Regions from separate parts of the Mus musculus genome. Here region 1 is linked to region 2. Evidence: chromatin contacts called from public promoter capture Hi-C data. All regions are on one chromosome and are shown on one strand. The core of a region is the stretch at or near the end of the contact, and the rest is flanking DNA. Distances in the headings are between cores, read along the strand shown.

What was found. Promoter capture Hi-C pulls out the DNA fragments that hold promoters and counts their contacts.
Region 1: a contact with region 2 is called in a promoter capture Hi-C map of liver, with 2.5 times the contacts expected there. The contact joins the promoter of Hsd17b7 here to the enhancer-like site in region 2. A contact is called at or near these places in 3 of 39 promoter capture datasets (embryonic stem cells, hippocampal neurons and liver), 2 of 115 datasets of contacts at active chromatin or transcription factors (astrocytes and stem cell-derived neural progenitor cells) and 1 of 9 other capture datasets (embryonic stem cells).

What each region holds. Positions count from the first base shown.
Region 1 is chr1:169,967,945-169,970,859 of GRCm38.p6, reverse strand. It overlaps Hsd17b7 (hydroxysteroid (17-beta) dehydrogenase 7), which reads left to right and starts at 1,655. Exons shown (of 9, transcript NM_010476.3): 1 at 1,655-1,762. The coding sequence starts at 1,728. 3110045C21Rik (RIKEN cDNA 3110045C21 gene) reads right to left here and starts at 1,451. Exons shown (of 3, transcript NR_040438.1): 1 at 1,285-1,451; 2 at 58-410.
Region 2 is chr1:168,355,643-168,359,035 of GRCm38.p6, reverse strand. The region is part of intron 2 of Pbx1 (pre B cell leukemia homeobox 1); the gene reads left to right. It overlaps Gm51671 (a long non-coding RNA gene), which reads right to left. Exons shown (of 2, transcript XR_003948152.1): 1 at 1-3,393. Among named protein-coding and RNA genes, the nearest start is that of Gm51671, 11 kb to the right of the region's middle. Within about 2 kb of position 1,660, at least 82 of the 459 cell types and tissues checked have an H3K27ac peak or open chromatin away from gene starts, as enhancers often do. A contact at or near this core is called in astrocytes, embryonic stem cells, hippocampal neurons and 2 more, where this site is marked.

The DNA of each region.
Region 1 (2,915 bases), core at 406-2,905, 1.6 Mb before region 2:
GAGTAGTTTGGAGTGAGGTAAAAACAAAACAAAACCAAACCAAAACCCAACACTCACCTATGAATTAAAAAATATTTTCATTGCTCGGGGTTGTGACTCTCTATGACAAATGACTTTAAAAATTAAACATTTTAGATTAATAGTCCAGTCCATCCCTTGTCGGTCACAGAGCCTTGGAAGCAGCAACTTGAGTAGAACAAAAGGAGGAAGAGTCCCAGTTTCCCTTACTGGGCTGGGCTGGAAGTGATAGAGGACTTTCTCTGAAGTCTTCTGGGTTTCATCTAACTCAGAGCTGGTCCCACTCCTGTTCTCATCTGAGGCTGTAGTAAGGCTGAACTCCTCTCGGACCCAGGCAGACTCCTGATGTTGCTTTCATGCACAGAGTTCATGCTAATAATTGCACAAGAGAACTTAAAAAAAAAAAAACAACTCAAAATAAACGTCATAATATGTTAATTAAGTTTACAGTTTTCTGGTGGGCCATTTTCATGCTACCCTAGGGTGCAGTGTGGACACACCTGTCTGCCACCCAACCCACCCACCAGGCTCTCCAATTTCTTTTTAAAAAGTGAGCTTTCTTTGGGAGAGCCACACAGTTTTCTCTGTTCTTTTGCTGCCACTTCTGAACTCCAGGGTTTAAAAAGGATCATTTGGGTATGGAATCTCAAGATCAGGGATTTTTTTTTTTTTCCACTTCAAGGCTTTAGAAAATTTGTTAAGTTACTGTCTTTTAAGAACAGTTGAAATGATCAACCAGTTTTCTTAAGTTTTAGCAGTTTGTTGGTATCATTAATCAAAACATATAGATTAAAGCCCAGAAAAGACGTTATCATTTAGGATCACGGCTATCCCTAGTAATTACAGCTCTGAAAGAGGAATAGTTTGTTCAATCATATGAGTATTAGTCCTTTCACTCAATATTAATCATCTGTAAGTAGCGAAAGCTGGGATAACGATTATAACAGCTGCGCAGGGTATTTTTATGCGAATTGAACTTAATAAAAAAAGGGAGTTTTAATGTATGCATTTGCCCCTCCCTGATTACCTAGTTCTGCTCCCTCCAAAGTACTCATCTGGGATGGCTTGGAGACAAAAAAAAAAAAAAAAAAAGAGCGAGCGAGCGAGAGAGAGAGAGAGAGAGAGAGAGAGAGGCAGAGAGAGTGAGAAAATAAAGCTCATTACAGCGACCTGAGAGGTCTGAAGGAGATGACAGTACGCATTCCTTTAGCGTTCTGAGATTCTCTGGTTTCATTCCACATTCAGAGCTTGAAATTGCTAACTTACTCGTGATTCGACATAAATACAATTCAATGAAATCCAGGTTCTCTTTCTTAAAGACCATGCTTTACACATCCTAAGAAGCAAACTTGGACTTGGGTTCCTGCACCGAAGCCTCTCCCAGCAGCCTTGTGAAACCTCCAGCTCTGCCGCCCGCTTGCTTCACTCAGAACAAAGCCCCCGCCGCAGACTGGGGGCGGCGACTGCCTGGATTGGCTATAGGACCCTTGTGTCACGTGGCTCCGCCCCTCGGCCTATCTCACCTCACCCGGTCTGGGCGTGGAGAGAAGATGCCGAGTCGCGATTGGCGGGCCTAACGCGCGGACCGGATGACGCAGGAGAGGTGGAGCCGGGCCGAGCCTTGATTGGTCGAGGTGCGCGTGGTCACGGATCAAGGTTCAGGCTAAGAGAACCCCGGTGCAGTTCTACTTCGGTGCAGGGCGTGGAAGATGCGGAAGGTGGTTTTGATCACCGGGGCGAGCAGGTGAGACCTCCTATGGAACCCCGGAGTCTATGCGGGGGGAAGCGCAGGTCGGTGATTCACTTCGATGGGGTCCGCAGAGACCCCGTTCCCTGGCTTTCCAAGAGGTGTGGTCATGCCTGCCTCGCTTGGTGCTCGGTGCTCGGTGGCTGGCGCTTTGAATTAAACATGACAGTGGAAAGGAAAGCTAAACCGCCAGTGACTGGTCAGCCTGGCAGTGATGCTGGACAGTTGTTCTCTAGGGACCGTCAGTCTCCGAGAGTAGTTAATTGTAGGTGCCCACAGTTCACTTTAAACCTAAACACTCGGGGTGTTTAAATGTCAGCATCCATGAACTTTAGGACAATGAGGAAATTTCACTCCTGCAGCATGTTTTCATATACTCTTTCCAGGAACCTACAGAACGACCAGTCTAGCAACTAAGGCTTATCCTGATGCAGATGCCAGCAAAGTTATTCCAGGCTTGCCCATTTGACCCTTGACCTACTTATCATTTGTTGATGAAGAATGTGTGGAGGATGGACCCAACCAACTCCCCTCCTACCCCCAATTGGTTACATTGCTATTTTTTGAGGAATTAATACAGGATTTGTTAAATGCCACTTAAGCCTGTTTCAGTGACCCAATCACATCTATATTAACTAAACCAGTGGAGGGGTCTGTCTTGGGCTTTTTGTTAGTGTGCGCTCTCCTTTAGGTCAGCTGGGTTTTGGCCGTTCTCGAGTGGAAAGTGCCTGTAGAAGTCAGACCTGAATTGGTGTGATTTTGATATACTGTGGTGTGTGCAACTTATACTAAAGTTGGTATTTAAAGTAAGGATGAATAGGCCGGTATCTGCTTGGTACTTTGCTGGCAGGGCCGCCAGATTCTGTGGATTCCAGACTCACTTTGGAGCTCCCTTTGCTGGCAGTCTGCATGAGAACTTACTGTTACCCAGAATGGCCTCGCTACCAGCAGTGGGCCCCATCTGCTGCGACCTTCATATCACTCTTTGTGACCCAGTGCATCTGAAGCCTCCTAGCTCTGCTCTTTCCTGCTTCTTTGTCTTCGGCTCTATCTGCTTGCTGATTCTGCTTTCTGTCTACTTGTATTGAGGGCTTTTTTTTTTTTTAAACTCTTGGCTATTCTGCTGTGACTTAGTAGTTGACAGGGATTT
Region 2 (3,393 bases), core at 411-2,910:
AAGGCTCTATGGAAACAGTGCATCCTGAGTTTGAGTTGGAACTGTCAGGACCGGCCTTACAGGGCAGCCTTGAAAGTCTGTTGCCTCTCTCTGCTCTCTCAGAATTCTGGTCAAGTTCCATTTCTGGAATTGTCCACATCCACTGACTTAATGCATGGGAGGACCAGAAACTCCCAAGAGAAGAAATATCAGCTCTCTGTCTATACACTCACACCACCCCGTGATGCAAGGTTTTTTGTTTGCTTGTTGGTTTTTTTTGTTTTGTTGTGTTGTGTGTGTTGTGTGTGTGTGTGTGTGTAACACACCTATGGGAAGCTAGTTATCCCCATTCTATCACTGACATTGAGGGACAGTTCTGTGGAGAGAAGATCTCTCATTTATTTCCTAGCCTGCCAGGGCTTGAAAGACCCAAGCTTGGGGCTAGGGCATGCTGCTGGCAACATCTCTCGCTTGGCGCCCTGTCCAATGAAGCACAGGCATGGGTTTCTTCATGGATCTGTCTGCTGGTCCCACTGCCCGCTGACAGCATCCTAAGTGACCAGAGGCCTTGCTGTAGGTCTGTAGAGACAGCAGTCGTGGGCTGGCACAAACTCACAAGCTGTGTCGGCTCCTCTTCTTTCCTTCCCCTACACTGAGGCAAGAGATGCAGCTTAGAGAAGGGTGAAGTGTGTATGGGGGAGGGGGGTTATTGTGAAGGTGGGGGTGGAGAGAAACGGAGGAACAACTGTAAAAAATGTTAATTTATTAATCACTGAATATATAGCAGTTCATCTGCAATGCTGTTGCCATGCCAACACCCTGGGAGTTTACTTTCTTAATCCAAGAGAGGAGCTCTCAGTCCCCTGCTCCCCTGCTGTGCCATTTGAATTTGCTGCTGCCACCGCTGCCACCGTAGTATCTGTTTTAGAAAACGGGGGGTGGGGTTGGGGGGGAGGGGAGGGGGATTAAGGCTCAACCACCAAAGCAGTCAGATGCAAAGCAGCGAGAGGCCTTTCTCAGCGCGACTTAGTAAAAATGACACAAATTAATATACTCTACTTAAACCAGACCAAGATTAATGGTTCTCTTTCAGTGCAGCTTAGCCCAACTGTCACTCGACAGGCGTTTGTCGGACAAAATCAACACTAATCAACATTTATTCGTCTCTTGCCCTTGGGTCTGAGGAGCGCAAGCGGGCTGCGCCATTCTCCCGCTCATCTCGCCACGCTTTTCACCCTCCATCCAGCTCCGCCATATATCACCCTTCCTCCGGGTGCCTCTGCTCGTCCGGATCCACAGACTCAGCTATCAGGGTACATTAGAGGCATGATAGATTTTCTGTTTTAATTTACATCTATTATATTACAACATAACAGAATTTTGATTCAGTAGAGACCTGTGTCTCCTATAGCCAGACTCCTTGGGAGGCTTTTTGCATTAACTTATTAAGGCTTGTTATGGTACAGCTTCAAATAGAGAGTCAGTGTTTCTCTCTCTCTCTCTCTCTCTCTCTCTCTCTCTCTCTCTCTCTCTCTCTCTCTCTCTCTCTCTCTCTCTCTCTCTCTGCCTGCCATGCTTAGTAAAGATGTCTTGGTGCGCCTTATTCACAAACACAGCTCATTTTCTGTACACTTGGCTTCCTGTACAGATCACATGAGGCTGGCGGAGTTTCCTCCCTTACTTTCTGATTGGACTTTGATCAGCCAACAATGGCAGCCGCGAGGGAGCTCCCCCTTCCCAGCCTGGCCTAGGGAAATGGCCTCCACAAACCAGCAGCTACCCCCTCCACCCAGAGCTGGTCTCCAGCATCTTCTTTTCCTCTTCCTTTCCTCTTTGATCTCAATTACAGTTAGCTTTTATTTGTGTTGAAACACGTGTGTATGTCCACGTGTGTATGTGTGTATTGTGTGTGTGTTCGCGCGCGCGCACGCGCTCGAGCGCCTGTGTGGTGATGGTAGGGGGGAGGGGTGCAGAGAGGAGGGAGAGAGGGAAGTGGCTGGGTTAGCCACAGATGATCCTGTTGAAAGGATGACTGAGAGGTGTGCCTGGACAGGGCTGCTTGCTTTCTCTGTGGCCTCCCTAAATGAAGCTTCTTCCAGCTTGGAGTAAGGTGTCTGTGTGTGCCTAGCTAGCGCAAAGTGTGTATGCTGCTCCACCTCGGTAGTGTTTATCTTGCTTACAAAGTTGGATTTTTAAATTCATTTTAAACAATGCGTTCGTTAATGTAAGATGTGTGTAGCAATGAGTTTGGTGTTGATCCTCCCTGCTTTCATCCATTTCCCCACGATTGGGGATTGTGGCTTTGAGCACACATTTTATTTTTTGACATAGTATTCTTTGAAGTGTTTGGTAGAATTGCTTTCTGGCTTTTGACTGTCAGTGGAGACTCATTACACTTCAGCTATCTGGTCACCTGGGGCCACTCCGCACACCTGTGGGGGACAAAAACCCTCCTCTCGGCTTGTACCTTTTAACCTTATAACCTATTTCCTGCGGACACTGTGACTTTGTCAGCCACTCAGGGTGACCGAGCCTTCCTCTGAGTTCTGAATTTCTTCCACTAAGCTGTTGCTTCTAAAGAGCAGTGAGATTATCTTGTGGCCAAAAGACAGAGAAGCCTGGGGGCTGAGTTGGGGGATGTGTGGTCTGTGCGTGTTTGCATGTGGTTGCTGAAGTGTAGGGTGTGTTAGGAGGATGGCTAAGGCCTTCCATTTTGGTTTCTTATTACATAGCAATAAAGTAAATGACGCTTAGTATAACTCTGCACTTAGAGAGCTGTAGCTCAATTTAAGAAACAAAACCCCACCACCAGGAGTTGCTTCGTATCTTGAGCTTGGGAAACTGACCTTGTTAATTTTAATGAGGGGAAAAATTCTCCAGCTGGGGCTGAGGAGAAAAAAACGAAATACCAATGAGGTTATCACGTTGGGTGATCTCACTGAATTCAGCGTGTAATCAGAATGGTGCTTAGAGAATTTTCTAGAGTTTACAAGAAACTGCAGATGCCCTCCCTAGTATTGAAGGCTGTTTTTTCCCAGGAGGCCGAGCCGAGCCGTATATGGTTTCTTCCTTGTGGAGCTATTTGAGAAACTAACATTAAAAAGTTGGGTGCAAATAAAACTGAGATTAAAAATGCATCAGTGTGTTGCTTTTGTGGCTCTGGCAGGAAGGCAGTGAGGTTGATAGCAGCTACAGTCAGTTAGAAGCAAAGGCCTCCCTAGTTCAAGTGCTTGCAGATGCCGGGTGGGACCCAGGCATCTGGCTCTTTATCCCCCAAGCCAGGTGAGTTGAGGGAGTCCTGTTATGCAGTAGGCAGCTCTTCAGTCCAAGCAGCAAGTTGATGGCTTTGACCCTGCTCTTGAGGAACTGACAGATTGTGACCAAGGAGGTTCAAGATGACTAGAGGACAGTTTT